Regions from separate parts of the Mus musculus genome. Here all the other regions are linked to region 1. Evidence: chromatin contacts called from public Hi-C and promoter capture Hi-C data. All regions are on one chromosome and are shown on one strand. The core of a region is the stretch at or near the end of the contact, and the rest is flanking DNA. Distances in the headings are between cores, read along the strand shown. Region 1 holds the start of Zfp386 (zinc finger protein 386 (Kruppel-like)). Region 2 has its middle 9.8 kb from the start of Gm25112. Region 3 holds the start of Ptprn2 (protein tyrosine phosphatase, receptor type, N polypeptide 2).

Region 1 (3,109 bases), core at 218-2,717:
TCAATACTGTTCTTGGTCACCAAGACATGCATACAACAAACAAAAGGGCTTCTAAGGTCAGAGTCTACGAGCCTGAGGGCATCCAGCTGCTCCCTCACTGCACCTCGAAGCTCAGGCTGTTGTCTAAGGAGTGGGCACAGAGGTCAATGTGTGCTAGATAATAAGCACACAGCAGTTGTGGACACAAGGTGCCAGGCCCAAGTGCAGGAAATCACTAAAGCTGAGGGTGGGGGTCACGAAAGGGGAAAAACTCAACCGAAAAACATTGTGGGAAGGTATCTGTGGCTTAGAAGGCGAAAGGAGGAGCGTACAAAAACCAAATCAAAAGACTTAAACAAACAACCAGCCTGGGTGTTGAAAGGGTGAACTGTTAAGAAGCAAAAGACGCAAAATTTCTACAAAATGGTATTCTGAGGATATCTCACATGTATGACAGCAAATGTGATTAAATGCGCAGACCTGCAAAAGACTGGACCTAACAATACTTCCTTGTCCTCACCCCTCCCTGAGGATTTGTGGGCAGTGAACAGTTGGTAAGTGGTTGAGAGATATTTTCTAGTGTCCTGTTGCCACTAATTATATGCCCGGGCTCCTGTAATTAATCCCTCGGTAAATAACCCTAACGAAGTTCCTTGGCTTACCAAACGATAGACTTTTGTCTATCCTAGAGCAGCTAGGAAAGAAGGGAGTTATCGTGGGAGAGGGACAGGAAAGAAACAATGGAGGATATGTTCAAAATACATATGCATGTGTGAAAATGCCATAATGAAACTCATTAGGATGTATAATTAATATATACTGATACAAAAACTTAAAGAAAGCCAACGATAAAGCGCCATTCATTAAATCTTTAGAAAAACGATGTCAAAAGCCATCTGATTGAAATACATCACGGTAACCCATCAGTTGATATTGATTGGGAATGGCACACAGAGTTGCAGGGTGGGGAAAGAGTTTCGGATCTGACCTATTTCTGGTACATCCACCAGGCGCAAGGGGGAAACGGGAAAACTCTGGGAGGCGAGCGGGAGCCCCGCTGCTGTCCCGCAGGAACCTCCGCCACGGAGACTGGATTATCTGATGCTCCTTCAGGCCATCTCCCGCAGTCTGCTGGCTGCAGACACAGAGGCCGCTGCAAGGCAAAGGCCTGGTAGCAAAATCAGTGTTTGCTCTGCTCCTCCCTTCCGGGGCACCCGAGGACGCCAGGTCCGTGCAGCCGCCCAACTCCGCCCTAGGCCGAGCCGACCAGGCCCGCCCGGCGCCCCCTCGGAGCGCAGACTCCCGCCTACTCAACCCTCCGCGCAGCCTCGCGACCATTGCTCACCATCTCCATGGCTCTCCTGCATCTCCAGCACCCGTGATTTCGTAAGGGCCACCGGGGCTTCCAAAAGCTGGAAAACACGCTCACATTTTCCAACACAAAGGTCGCGTACGGGATGTGGACTCGCGATATTGTCAAGGCTCTGTGAACTTGATTGGCGGGTTCTCAGCCAATACTTTTCCAGCAAAGTGACTGCCATCACTCCCGCCCCGCCCTCCTGATCTTGATTGACATCAGATAGCACCAACCCACGGCCGAATGAGGTCCGAAAGGCAAGTTCTAGGATGAACCTGTTTTTGAGGCGGGCTTCGACGGATTTAGTTTCCAGGGCGACCTGTGGCTTTTCCTTCTTCGTTATGCCTTGCGACTCATCACTTGTACTTGTGTAATCATATGGTCCACAAGTCAGGGAACATAACGACAATTAATTTTATATTTCCTAGACCATGTTTGGACTCGGATCTCCTTCCTGGGTTTTGAGATAGGAAGCATTCCCAAGTCAGCAGTGTCCAGTACAAATGAGAGGTTCAGTTTAAACTATTCTAGTGTTCATTTTAAGAAATTTAAAGAGCGGTGTGTGCTAGAGCACGCTTCATATCCGAGTGCTGAACAGGCATTAACATGTTCAGGGGCCAGTGAGGATGTACCCTTCCCTCATAATCAGCTTGAAAGGAGACCCTTCTTTCCCTGGTAGCACTAATTTTTTTAGAAAAGGAAGCATCAAACGGATGTTACAAATGGCTTGGGATATCAGGATTGTACCTAATATGATGCTAGTAGAAAAGGGAAAAATTCTTGTGTTATGCTTGCTTAAAGATTTTATTTCATATAATACAGTTTCTAATGTGACAGTTATCAAGGGCCCTTCAAGATTAATGACACTTGCTAATATATTAGTGGAGAATTTAGTAATTGATGATCCAATTATGGACTATGGCTAGAAGGATGGTTTAGAAGATAGAAAGGGTTGATGTCTTTGGTCCTAAATTCTCTTGTAATTATAATGGAAATATTAACTGCAGTAGGATGCTGCTTGCTTGCTTGTTTTCTTCCTTCCTTTCTTTTGTCAGTGACCTTTTAAATTTTTTTTAAGATTTGTTCTTATTTTGTTTATTCTTTATTCTTCTATCATATATTTTACATCCCCATGGTAGTCCTCCCCCCAACTTCCCTTCTCCCCCATATCCAACTAGCCTCCTCCCCTCAGGGAAGAGCAGACCTCCCAGGGACCAAACACTGCATACAAGCTACAATAAGACTTCACTCACATCAAGGCTGTATGAGGCAATCCAGTAGGATGGAAAGGGTCCCACAGGTAGACAACAGTATCAGTGACAACTCCTGTTCTCACTGTTAGGAATTCCACAAGAGACCAAGCTACTCAACAATAACTGATATGCAGAAGACCTAGGTCAGATCCCTACATGCTCTCTGATCTCTGAGAGCCTCGACGAGCTCCAGTCAGTTGATTCTGTGGGCCATGTTCCTGTGGTATCCCTGATCCCTCTGGTTCCTCCGATCCTTCTTCCTCTTCCTCCACCTCCTCCCACAGCTCAGCCTAATGTTAGTCTGTGGGACTCTGCATCCATCAGCTGCTGGATGAAGTCTCCGGATGACAATTCCGCTAGGCTCAGGTCCCAGAAGACTCTGCAAATAGGACAAACTGTAGCTCTAAGGTTTTGTGATTGGGTTGGTGTTCCAATCCCTCCACTTGAGGTCTTGCCTGGTTACAGAAGATGGCGGGTTCAGGGTGTGGCCCCCATCACTAGGTCACTCTCATAGAATCCA
Region 2 (2,870 bases), core at 114-2,613, 420 kb before region 1:
AAAGTCACGCTGGAAGCTGGCAGTGGTGAAGGGAGAAGCAATTGGCCTCCTCCACCCACTCCAGGACAGATGGCAGCACAAGCCACTCAGAAATCAGCAGTGAAGTTGAGGAAAGACATCCAGAGAGTTCAGGAAAAGAACCAACTGGCCCAGAAGCTAAAATTAAAACTAGGTAATATACTTTTCCTCATTTCTCTACAAATGCTGCTAGCATATCATAGGGCTGGAAAGGTTGAGGGAAAGGACATTCTCATATAATGCTGATGGATGGACAGAACTGCACCCTCATGATAATAGACAGACAGGAATCAGGCAACTAAACACCTCCAGAAATCCATTTACCAGACTGTCTACCTGGAATCCCAGCATTCAAAATGAGGCAGGACTGTAAGTTCAAGGCCAGCCTGAACTACACAGTGAGAGACCTGCCCAGGAAGAAAGTGAAGGGATGGGGTAGGGAGAGAAAAGGAGTGTGTGTGTGTGAGCTGGTGTTCCTATCTGGCAACCTCTTTTAGAGTATTCAAACATGAGGCTATGGGGGTGATTCTCATTCAAACTACCATAGAAACCACCAATTTAAGTAGACTGGGTATGTATGAGCACAGGGGAATACTAAAGACACATCAGGAAAACTAGGACTGAGAACTTAAGAAACACATCAGACAAAGAGAAGTATAACATCATCACCTGGACCACACAAAGAGAACACATAGATAGCATTGTGATAGACAACAGCAACCCAGCAACCTATCACATAACCACCTAATGTGTATACCTGGAACCCAGAGTACACCTGACTGTCCCAGAGCCTTGGCTCAGTCTTAACTGCTCATGAAGTCTACTTGAATTGCCATCCATCCACTTATCTATTTGTCTGTCTAGACATGCTCAGTATCAATCTGTTTTTCAGTGACTGTTCTTACAATTCAGTAAAGACGGGCAGATATTCACATGAAGTCACTAACATAAGACAGAGACCAGTGCTATGTTGTTCTGGGACGTGGGAGCCTGGGAGCAGCAGGACAGGGCTCCAGAATAAAAAGGAGTGAAAGGCTAACACTTTCAGAAACTCCCCAGAGCAAAGATACGCAAGGGACCGCCAAGGAACAGAAACAATGGTGAGACTGAACCAAGGCAGCATATAAAGAACTCAGACAACGCAGCAAGACATAAAGTGCCACTGTACGTAGACAATAGATCAGAGGTCAGAGTAGCCATTTCCCTGCAAAGGTGGGAAACAGCAAACATCAGGCAGTGCAAAGCCAAGGCACCTGAGTCACCGCCTACACCCAGAAGAGTGTATCACACAGTGTAAGCCAAATCCAGGAAGTAACCACCCCATAGCCATACCCATCAGCGTGCATTGGGCAGTGTAAACCACAACCAAGCGAGTCACTGCTCCACACCCAGCAGGATGCGTCAGGCACCAAGTCTTGAAGCAGCCACCCAGTCAGCAGAATGCACTGGAAAGTGCACACTACAGTCAGAGGGCATCCCCCAACACACACCTTTTTTTTCCTGTGTGGGTGTGGGGTGTGTTTTTTTTTAAAGCTCTAAGCAATGTAAACCAAAGCCCCAAGATGTCACCATCCCATTTAGCAGCATGCACATACCAACACATCCATTTTGAGGAGAATGTGAAGTAACTGATGGAATACAAAACTTTACCATCAGAATGAAAACAGTCTTGGGGACGTGGTGTGAAGTGGACGCTTCGGGTTTCTTTGGAAAGTCAGTTGTCCTGGGATGGTGTTTTGCCAGGGTAAACTCATGTAGGAACATCTCCCCAAAGCGGACACAAGTGAAAGGATATTTTGCTAAAGCAAGCACATGAAAGGACACGATGAGGGATTCTTCTCTAATGACATGCATGTATTAGTCTGCCTTACTTACACTGGGCTGTTGAGCTCCATTTGTCATGACTCCATAGAGAGAAATGCTCCAAAAAACTTCTGGTGGTGTGTTGGCAGCTTCTTGCCACTTCCTCCAACTCGGCAGATAGGCAGAGTGATTTCAGCTGATACAGACTCACAAGGTGAGGCAAAGCCATGGAGGCCACATGATGCTTGGAGGGAGTATAAATAGGACTGAATGGACACTGAGAGGGGCTTGCTGGCATAGCTAGCTCTGCAACACTGCTCTTGGTCTTGGCTGATCTTCACTTCATTGAACCACTGCAAAGAACTTATCCTGGCATCCCTGCTGGACCTAATCCCTCCTGCTGACTCGCCGATTTGGCTGAGGCCTGGCTGTCTCTGCTAGGTCGTGCCACGGCTACTGATTCCTGTTTGTTATCCTGACTCTACTGAACTAGACTGCTGGTATTATTTGTGAAGTATTTTCGAGTGGATCGAGCTGCTGCTGCTGAATCCTGTAAATTCTACTGATGATTCTTGACAACACAGATGGGATTTGCTCCAAAGAACAATTTCTAAACAGGTCCAGTTCCCCTGTATCCTAAATAACCTTTCTTTTCTACTACCACTGGTGGGTGGTGGGCTAGAAGGGAGGTTAAAGCATTTAAGAACCCTTATTAAAAGTAGGGTTGAGCCAGATGAGGTAGCGCACGCCTTTAATCCCAGCACTTGGGAGGCAGGGGCAGGAGGTTTCTGAGTTTGAGGCCAGCCTGGTCTACAGCTTGAGTTCCAGGACAGCCAGGGCTATACAGAGAAACCCTGTCTCGAAAAACCAAAAAAAAAAGTAGGGTTGAGAAAAATTAAAGCTACAATGGTGTCTAGGCCTCCTGGATTCTACATTCCTCACCATGAAGTAGCCTAGGCATGGGGGTGGCACAATGCCTGGGCTTACATGGATGATTAGACATTCATTGTTGGGCACACTAGGAGCATGTATGGAAGTCTCCTTGCTCC
Region 3 (2,700 bases), core at 38-2,537, 440 kb before region 1:
AGGGGCCTGTGAGCTGGTCATGGGGGAAGTAGACTGGGGAAAAAAATGCCTGTTCAAGGAGTCTCATGTGGTAGGCAAGGGCCTACTTTCCATCCTAAGTAGTTCCTGCAAACTAAACTAGACCCTCGGTGTGGAGAGATCAGGAGGCCAGGAAAGCCTAGGGAACCAGCCCTAAGCCAGCCAAAGGGCTGGGAGAGCAAAGATCCCTCCTCTCTGCAGTCCCTTTCTTTGAGTTTTGCAAGGTTGAAACACCTCTGAAGACCAGAGGCGGGAGGAAGGAGGTGTGGAGCCTGAGGGGAGCTCGGGCCAAGGCTGCAGCTCACCCCTCACTGCCTACCATCCACAGGCGTGCACACTCTCTCCTCTAATACTGATTGTTCTAGTCCATTATGTGTTGTAATTCTGGCCCCAAAGCCTCTTACAAACATTGGGTTTGTGGTAAATCTCCTTAACAGACAAGATTAGCAGGAGGGAGGTGCCATGTCAGAAAGGCCACCAGTTCCGCCCTCCCTCCCTGTCGCCTTTCCTTTTCCTTCCGCGTGTCAGGAAAGGAAAATGTCGGTCCAGTCTTCACCGGCAGACCGAGGATTTGCCTCGTGAGAGGGAAAAGGCAGGCGCAGCGCATGGTAGCAGGAGAGGACAGCCTCCATGGAAGGACCCAGCCACTCACTAAGCCACGTCCTGGCCCTTCAGGTAGCACGCGGAGCGCACGGACACACGTAGGGAACACGAGAGCAGGCAGGGCTCATAGACACTTGGGGCACGCGCAAAGCGTGGACACTCCGGGATGCACAAACACGCGGGGCGTGGACAACCGTATGGTTGAGCTGTCCCAGGTCCTTGACGCAGGGGCCCATAGCCAAAGGGGGTGGGGTCGGTCACTGGGGAGGGAAACTGAGGCGGGGAGGGGGGCGAGACCCGCCCCACGTAGCTGGCGAGGACCGGAAGACGCACGGCGGGCCCGCGGGCCCTGCGGCTGCGCACGGGCACACAGAACCCAGCGCCAGCTCCCATCCCCGCGCCCCTCACTCACCCAGGCGCCCCGGGAGCTGCCGGCCGCGGGCAGACGCGGGGGCGGGCAGAGCGCGAGGCAGCGGCGGCGGTAGCAGCAGCAGCAGCAAAAGCGGGAGCGGCGGCCCCATCCCCGCAGCCGGTTGGCGCTCAGTCCATGGCCGCGCGGGAGCAAGGACCGATAGGGACTTAGCGAGGCGGCGCCAGCTCCTTTCGCGGCGCTCTCAGCGCTCCTGCGGCGGCGCCGGCCGAGCTTCAGCACCGGACAGCGCCACCGGCCCCACCCCCGCCGCCGGCCCCGCCCATGACCACGCCCTCTGTCAGCCATGCACGTTCAGGCACGCCCACCTCGCGGGGGATAGGCAGGAGGTGCTCGCTCCCCTCCCGAGAAGCGGGTTCTATCCCCACAAGCTGTGGTCCCTTCTGCTTGGGATCTTCGAGGGTCACCCTGCAGTGTCCAGATCGGTTCGTGGAGAAAGGACACTTGGAAGTGTGGTTGTGCTGCTGAAACACCAAACTCCCTCTTATTCAGTGTTTAAACTCAACTGTCCGCAGTAAGTGGTGGCAGCTGTTGGGGTCTGCAGGCATAGATCCACTGGAAGCTGCATCTCGAAGGTAGGCCAAGAGAGGAAAACTTCAACTTTGTGCAGGGCCTGAATAGGAGGCTGATGGGGTGGGAGTTGCAGATGGAGTCCTCAAACAGAACAAAAGGAGTCAGAGTGACCGTGGAGTGTACCCCATGCGGCGTCGAGTCCGAATTTTAGACATGTTTACCTGGGGGCCTTCCATGCTCACAGTCCAGTCTATCCCTGGAATGGCCAGTGCTGAGGGACCAAGTGCAGATTCTCAGACCACTTTCCAAAAGACCCATAGACAAAGGCAGGATTCAATGGGGTGGTACCCCTGGCATCTGAAGACTGTGGGAGGTGTGTGTGTATATGTGAGTGGGTTTGTTTTGAATGTAACAGTCTCAACGTATGCATGCTTGCGTTTAAGGGAACAGCCCACTTCCTCCCTCAGGTCTCCCATAGAGCCAGTATCTTTCCATTTCGTGTCATTGTGTCACTGCTAGGAGTCCCAACCACCATCCTGAGTTTGCCCTCCCTTGCCTGGCCAGTCCTCTCACTTCCTTCCATCCCTCCCTTTAATGCCCCTTGCCACAAGGTCCCTTGGAGAAAGACTGCCTCTATTTGGTCTGACTGGGGCTTGGGGCAGCAGTGACGGAGCTATCTTTCAGTCCGGCCTATCTACAACTAACTAAACTAGGTGTTGGGCCTGAAGATTCTGACATCTATTCTCGCGCCTTTGTTGGGCCCCATCCTGATTTTGCCTTCCAAATCTTTTATCCCAGTCTCTCCTTCAGACCTTGTGCCCCCAACCTGGGGAAGTGAGAATGTACCTTAGTAGAAAAAGCCGTTACTCCAGAAGACCACCGCAACACTTCACAGCAACAGGGTCCCCTACAAAGGTGTTGCCTGTGGTCCTGAAAATGCCTGTCTGGTTAGGAAGAAGGATGGTAAGCCTCATATCACTTTGGCTCTGTTCACCATTTTCAGTAGCATTAGCAGTTAGAACACTACACCCCCAAACGGTGTAAGACCCTTAAGCAGACATCAATGACACCGATTCTCTTGCAAACTCCAAGAACTGCTTCAAGTGCCATCCTCAGCTCGTCTAGAATATCCTTGA

What was found. Promoter capture Hi-C pulls out the DNA fragments that hold promoters and counts their contacts. Hi-C and Micro-C count contacts between places; a contact is called where the count stands out from the background.
Region 2: a contact with region 1 is called in a Hi-C map of adipose-derived mesenchymal stem cells, with 1.7 times the contacts expected there. The contact joins the enhancer-like site here to the promoter of Zfp386 in region 1. A contact is called at or near these places in 3 of 39 promoter capture datasets (the 3T3-L1 cell line, cranial neural crest and embryonic stem cells), 2 of 484 Hi-C or Micro-C datasets (adipose-derived mesenchymal stem cells and bone marrow-derived macrophages), 1 of 115 datasets of contacts at active chromatin or transcription factors (bone marrow-derived macrophages) and 1 of 9 other capture datasets (macrophages).
Region 3: a promoter capture Hi-C map of hippocampal neurons shows a contact between it and region 1, with 2.3 times the contacts expected there. The contact joins the promoter of Ptprn2 here to the promoter of Zfp386 in region 1. A contact is called at or near these places in 7 of 39 promoter capture datasets (cranial neural crest, embryonic stem cells, hematopoietic stem and progenitor cells and 4 more) and 1 of 484 Hi-C or Micro-C datasets (embryonic stem cells).

What each region holds. Positions count from the first base shown.
Region 1 is chr12:116,046,082-116,049,190 of GRCm38.p6, reverse strand. It overlaps Zfp386 (zinc finger protein 386 (Kruppel-like)), which reads right to left and starts at 1,467. Exons shown (of 3, transcript NM_019565.4): 1 at 1,325-1,467. The coding sequence starts at 1,333.
Region 2 is chr12:116,465,729-116,468,598 of GRCm38.p6, reverse strand. No RefSeq gene overlaps it. Among named protein-coding and RNA genes, the nearest start is that of Gm25112, 9.8 kb to the left of the region's middle. Within about 2 kb of position 1,363, at least 65 of the 459 cell types and tissues checked have an H3K27ac peak or open chromatin away from gene starts, as enhancers often do. A contact at or near this core is called in adipose-derived mesenchymal stem cells, where this site is marked.
Region 3 is chr12:116,484,307-116,487,006 of GRCm38.p6, reverse strand. It overlaps Ptprn2 (protein tyrosine phosphatase, receptor type, N polypeptide 2), which reads right to left and starts at 1,287. Exons shown (of 23, transcript NM_011215.2): 1 at 1,034-1,287. The coding sequence starts at 1,142.